Linked DNA regions of Gossypium hirsutum: region 1 is linked to region 2. Evidence: chromatin contacts called from public Hi-C data. All regions are on one chromosome and are shown on one strand. The core of a region is the stretch at or near the end of the contact, and the rest is flanking DNA. Distances in the headings are between cores, read along the strand shown.

The links. Hi-C and Micro-C count contacts between places; a contact is called where the count stands out from the background.
Region 1: a contact with region 2 is called in a Hi-C map of fibers, with 1.6 times the contacts expected there. The contact joins the enhancer-like site here to the promoter of LOC107923551 in region 2. A contact is called at or near these places in 6 of 34 Hi-C or Micro-C datasets (fibers and leaf).

Annotation. Positions count from the first base shown.
Region 1 is chrA12:79,236,680-79,239,406 of Gossypium_hirsutum_v2.1, reverse strand. No RefSeq gene overlaps it. Among protein-coding and RNA genes, the nearest start is that of LOC107923560, 17 kb to the left of the region's middle. Within about 2 kb of position 1,361, at least 2 of the 9 cell types and tissues checked have an H3K27ac peak or open chromatin away from gene starts, as enhancers often do. A contact at or near this core is called in fibers and leaf, where this site is marked.
Region 2 is chrA12:79,199,439-79,202,359 of Gossypium_hirsutum_v2.1, reverse strand. LOC107923551 (lysophospholipid acyltransferase LPEAT2) reads left to right here and starts at 1,553. Exons shown (of 14, transcript XM_041082766.1): 1 at 1,553-2,173; 2 at 2,258-2,438. The coding sequence starts at 1,707.

The DNA.
Region 1 (2,727 bases), core at 112-2,611, 37 kb before region 2:
TAATTCTTTAAAAATTATAAAAATATAGACTATTAAAATAATAAAAAATTTTAGCCTGACTTGATTCTTGTTTTGATACCTTTTGTCTTTCCTCACCAAAATATTCAACAATATTGAAAGTGGAGGGCATAAAGAAGTTGATTGGTTCTAAGTCCTTATATAACACGAAAAATGAGAAAAGAAAATTTGAACTTACGTAGAAACACAATTGGGATTCTTTTCTTCTCAATCACCATAAATACGTAATTATCAAAAGTATAATACTATAATTTTTTCAACAACAACCACAAACAAAAGATATTTTGCCATAATTAATGGTAGCCAAGAGGCCCCATATATGAAATATTGTAAAAGGGTAATATTGGGCTAATATATAATTAAAATTTTAACTTTAAAATTAAAAATTTAATATGATTTAAACACGAATTAAAGCTCAAAACTCATAAATTCCTAGAGTAATCTTGTCCATAAATTTTGTTCGCCCAGTCTTCACTAAAACAATCATAACTTGAGCTCTCGGACTTGAAATCAAGTTATTAAATGTGTGTTTTAAAGCTAAGAGATAGCTCTTTAAACTTTATACATCTCAATCCAAAAATGTTTCGGTCCCATCCAAAAATCGTCGCAAGTTAACTGATTTTCCAAACTTGGTGAATTGAATTTAATAAATTTCACCTCATCCATGTATGTATCACTTCTCCTCTCTCAAAACCCTAATACACTAAGCACACATTCTCCTCTACCTGAGTCTTTCTACTTTTTTGACTCTCGGCCCTAGAATGGGTGAACCAGCCTTCCTCAGCACCATCCCCTCTCCTTCACCTCCTTCTCCAACTCTGTTGATACCATGTGTCAACAATTTTATTCAGATTCAAATCAAATCGAATTAACTCCAATACAAATTATTTTTTTTCCAAACTCAAGTTGAGCGACTTATCTAACCCATTAATAAGTTTATAGCTTCCCCAAGGCCAATCTTTTTTAACATTTTCTCATTTATAGTAGATTAGCAATAATGTACCATTAATAATATGGGTTAAAATATGCTATAAGTTTCAAAACACTTTTCGTACATTCAAAATTTAGTTTTCCTTACTTTAATTTTAAAGAATTCTCTTTACTTTCGAAATTAAAAATACAAACTTAATTGTTAGCACAATTATTTTTTGGGGTTAAGTTTAATTGGAGTTAACAATCAACCTGAACTTTAACATTTTTAAAAAATAGATTAAGTTTCAAAAAAATAAATAATATGTTAAAACTACATGTCCAATTATAAATAGTAGTAGCACACAGACATAATATTACTCTCTTAACTAGGAACCCAAGCAACTAGTACCAACTCGTTTCTATTGGGCTTCTAAATCGGATTTTTCCAAGACACCCAAACTGGGGATCCAAAAAATAACTCAGCAACTCGTTTGGGTCTGTTTAATCCAATGAAACTCGCCTTGTAACTCAGTTTCTGACCCAACTTGTTTGGGTTTTGTACAACAACTTTGAATGTACTTTTAAGAAACCAATATTAACTCATCTGATTTTTTTAATACAATGTCTAGAATTATTTATAATCTCTCTTAATCTATAATTAGGAAGATAATATGTTTCAGCGCACTCGAACCTATGTCTCCTATATTAACAACAATACAAATATCAATCGAATTAAAACTCAATCGATAAAACTTGAATTAATTTAAATTTTAATTAACCTTATTTTCACTTACATGATTTTGGTATATGCATGTTTTCCCATCATTTTTCACAAAAATAGTAAATGAATCTAACTAATTTAATATGAGATGGTTGCATGAAGTAATGGGATTCTTTGAACTTGTGTTACTATACATTAAATACTCTTTAGACAAAATGTATTTTAAGAGTTGAAGATTCTCACAACTTCATGGCAAATCATATTATTGTAAATAGCTGCACGTGTATCTGTCAGTGTTTAGATCTGATATACATAATATATACAATGGCATCAACCAGGATAATTGCATCTTGTTTTTAGGCTTTTAATGGTATTCTTTTCTTAATTTCCACTCTTTTCCGCTTCAAAAAGTGTTGAATGATTGATGAAGATTCACTCGATAAATCGAGAGCCATAAAACGAATGGAGAATCGATTCTATCAAATATGTTTTCACGTCATCTTTATTCTTTTTTAATAGGAAAATGATAAATTAGATTTTTTTTTCTTTTTCTTTTTATCATTTTTAGTTAGATTTGATTTTTTTTAAGAAAAAAACTGAATATCAAAAGGAAAATTTTGATTTGTCATTCTTTTATTAGAAAGTAATAGGGATGACGTGAAATCACAGTTTCATACAATCCTTTCTCAATGGAATAAGAGTTCAGGAGTATAGGTTAGTTTTCCTGTCGAGTAAGGGTAAAGATAAAAATTTTATTTTATTATTGAGATAAGATTATAAAAATTAAGGAGATAAAAAAGTTAAAACTTTCTATTAAAAAGAATTAAAAAGATTAAATTGAAGCTTTTAATCTTTAAAACAATTTGCTCATTTGATAAGGGGTGTCTACTTACCCCTTAGCTATGCTCAGGTGCATTTCAAAAAGTCCCATAGATTACATGTATGTTTTGTAGTTTAAGTCTTTCTTATTAGATTGGGACCTGATTTAATGAGATGTAATTATTAAGTTCAATAATAAAATATATTATATTCTCAAAAGAGAATACAGATTCAAATTTTAAAAATCACATTATTAA
Region 2 (2,921 bases), core at 304-2,803:
CCGCTCCTTGAGATCAAATTGAGAAAAGTTGTCAAGTTCCAAGGATAATGTGAACAAAAAAAGTTTAGGGACTAAATTGAAAGAAAACTACCAAATTTAGGGAGTAAAAGTTGCTTTATCCTTTATATTTTAGAGAATGATGGTTTTTTTATTTATAAAATCAGTCTATTCTTTTGGTATTAAATGTTGACTCATTGTTGATGAAACTCAAAAATTTCTAGATTTATATCAAACCTTAAGCCTTAAGAATTAATAAGAATAAAAAAAAGTATTTATTGGTTTTTCTTTTTATGAATAATTTAAGAGTGGGGTAGGGGTGGATCCAATAATCTATGTAGTATATTTATTTGGAAATAAAAGTAAATTTATATTTATTCTCAAAAAAGGTAAAATTATATCTTGCATCCTAATTTTTTTAGAATTTTATATTTGGCCCCTAAAATAATTTTTCGTTTTAATTTTTTAACAATTCTTTTTCTTATTTAGCTAGACATATATAATAAGGACCTTTGATGGTCCTTTTAATATTAACAATTTTGGTACATTGATTTCTAATGATATTTTATAATTAAGATTAAATTAAAAAAATTAAGTGGATCTAAAATAAAATAAAATTAATCGAATCTATTTATAAGAATCATAACAATTTATTTAAGGGTTTTTTTTAAAAAAAATATGTATTATCGGTGTTACGATATTAATTTTTTTTAAAAAATTTTGTTAGGAGAATAATGCGCTTCGATACACTCAAATTCAAGTTATTTTTAGATTTATTTTAAGTTGGATAATATATTTTAAAGATTGATAATATAATAAGATCTGAAAATAAATTAAAACCATTATTTTTATCTTCTATCATCCTTTTTGGGATTAATTTAATTCCAAAATGTGAATCATTCAAACAAAAAGGTAATGACAAAAGAACATACCAAAACCCTGATTAAAAAGCTATTTAAGATAAGAAAAAGAAGAAATAATCCTTTAAATAATTAATTTCTGCTTGAGCCTTTGAATATATCCATTTTTTCATTTTGATACATGATTTTTTTTTGAGATTACCTAAAAGTAAAATTGCGATTGAGTACATGATACATTTTCATTGGGTGTCGAGTTAAAATGTGATAAAAATAATAATTAAAGTACTAAAACAGGACAAAAAGTACATTAATAACCGCTTACCTATGTTTTTCTTTTACCATTCAGTTGTGAAACGTTATAAAGTGGTCATTCAACTATGAAAAGTTATAATATTGGCACTCAACTATTCAATTTTGTCTTTTTGGGTTATCCATTTATCTTGAATTTTTGGGTATTCCTATTTTTATTTTAGTTAGTTGAGGACCAAAAAAGATAAAATTGAATAATTAGATGATTCTTTTGTAATTTTTTATAGTTGAATGATCAAAAAGGAAAAATGAATATAATTGTGTGACTAGTAATGTAGTTTACCCAAAAATATTAAAACATTAACAAATGTAAGAAAAATAATTAGTCCACATGCAAAGCACGTGGCAACAAAAATGTAAGAACACAACACCGCCACTATCGTCAGTTTTTGGTCTGAAACCAAACAAATTCAACTCCACCATACAAAAACCAAACTCTTTTTACTTCATTCATTCAAGTTTCTTCTTTTCAGTCTCACATTTCTAATCTCAGAAAACCATTTTTTTGCACTGATTTTCTTCATTTTTGATTCATCAAAAATGGCGGAACATGATCTTACTTCACCTCTCCTTTCCCCCCGATTTTCCGATCAACCCCAAACCGTCCTCGCTGTCGATGAAGATTCCGAACCCTCCGATCAATTTCCGTCCAATCATCAACCTCCCCTCCAAACGCACAACGAGGAGAAAACCACCCTCACTTCTCCCAACCCCTACGCTTTTCTCGGGTCGGATGGACACTCTGTTCCGGCACCGACAACCGTCGACCCGTTTCGAAACGGAACGCCGTTTATTTCTGGGGTTTACGAGGCAGTAAAGATCGTACTGTGTTTGCCGATAATGTTACTGAGATTGGTCTTGTTTGGGGCATGTTTGGCTGTAGGGTATATTGCTACTAGGATAGCATTAGAAGGGTGGAAAGATAAACAAAACCCAATGCCTAAATGGCGGTGTAGAATCATGTGGGTCACTAGAATTTGTGCTCGGATTATACTTTTCTCTTTTGGGTAAGTTTTAAAGATTCAAACTTTATTCATTTGAGTGAAACTTTTTAGTTCAAAGATTTGAGCTTTGTTAATATGTTTTTGTAGTTACCAATGGATTAGAAGAAAAGGGAAACCAGCTCCAAGAGAGATTGCTCCAATTGTTGTATCTAATCATGTATCATATATTGAACCTATATTTTATTTCTACGAATTGTTTCCTACAATTGTTGCTTCAGAGTCACATGATTCAATGCCTTTTGTTGGAACTATTATTAGAGCAATGCAGGTAACCAATAATCTTAATTGTTGTTGAGTATGGATCGGTTCTTTCGGGGACGACTTTGAGTGTCGTCTTTCAGGCAGTCGACCGGGACCCCTAACAATCAAAAGTATTGTCCCCGTGTTGAGGTTCTGTCATCAGTCTCCGCGGAGATCCGTGTAAGGATCACGTAGGGGGTGCCTTGATTGGTGGAGATAGATCCTTGCAAACTCGGGAGAAATGTCAGTATAGGGCGTGGGGAAGTACTTGATCACGGGACGACTTGAACCACCAACCAAGCCTTGGTTGGTAGTTCGAGTTGCAGGGGGCCCAGGTACCTCCGTTATTATTCAGACGTCCAATACTGACACCTCTCCCAAGCCTTGCAGGTACCTATCTCCACCAACCACAAGGCTTCTACCGTGAACCATACACGGCTCTCCATGAAGGCTGGAGACAGAACCTCAACACGGGGGCAATACTTTCGGTTGTTGGGGTCTGGGTCAGCTA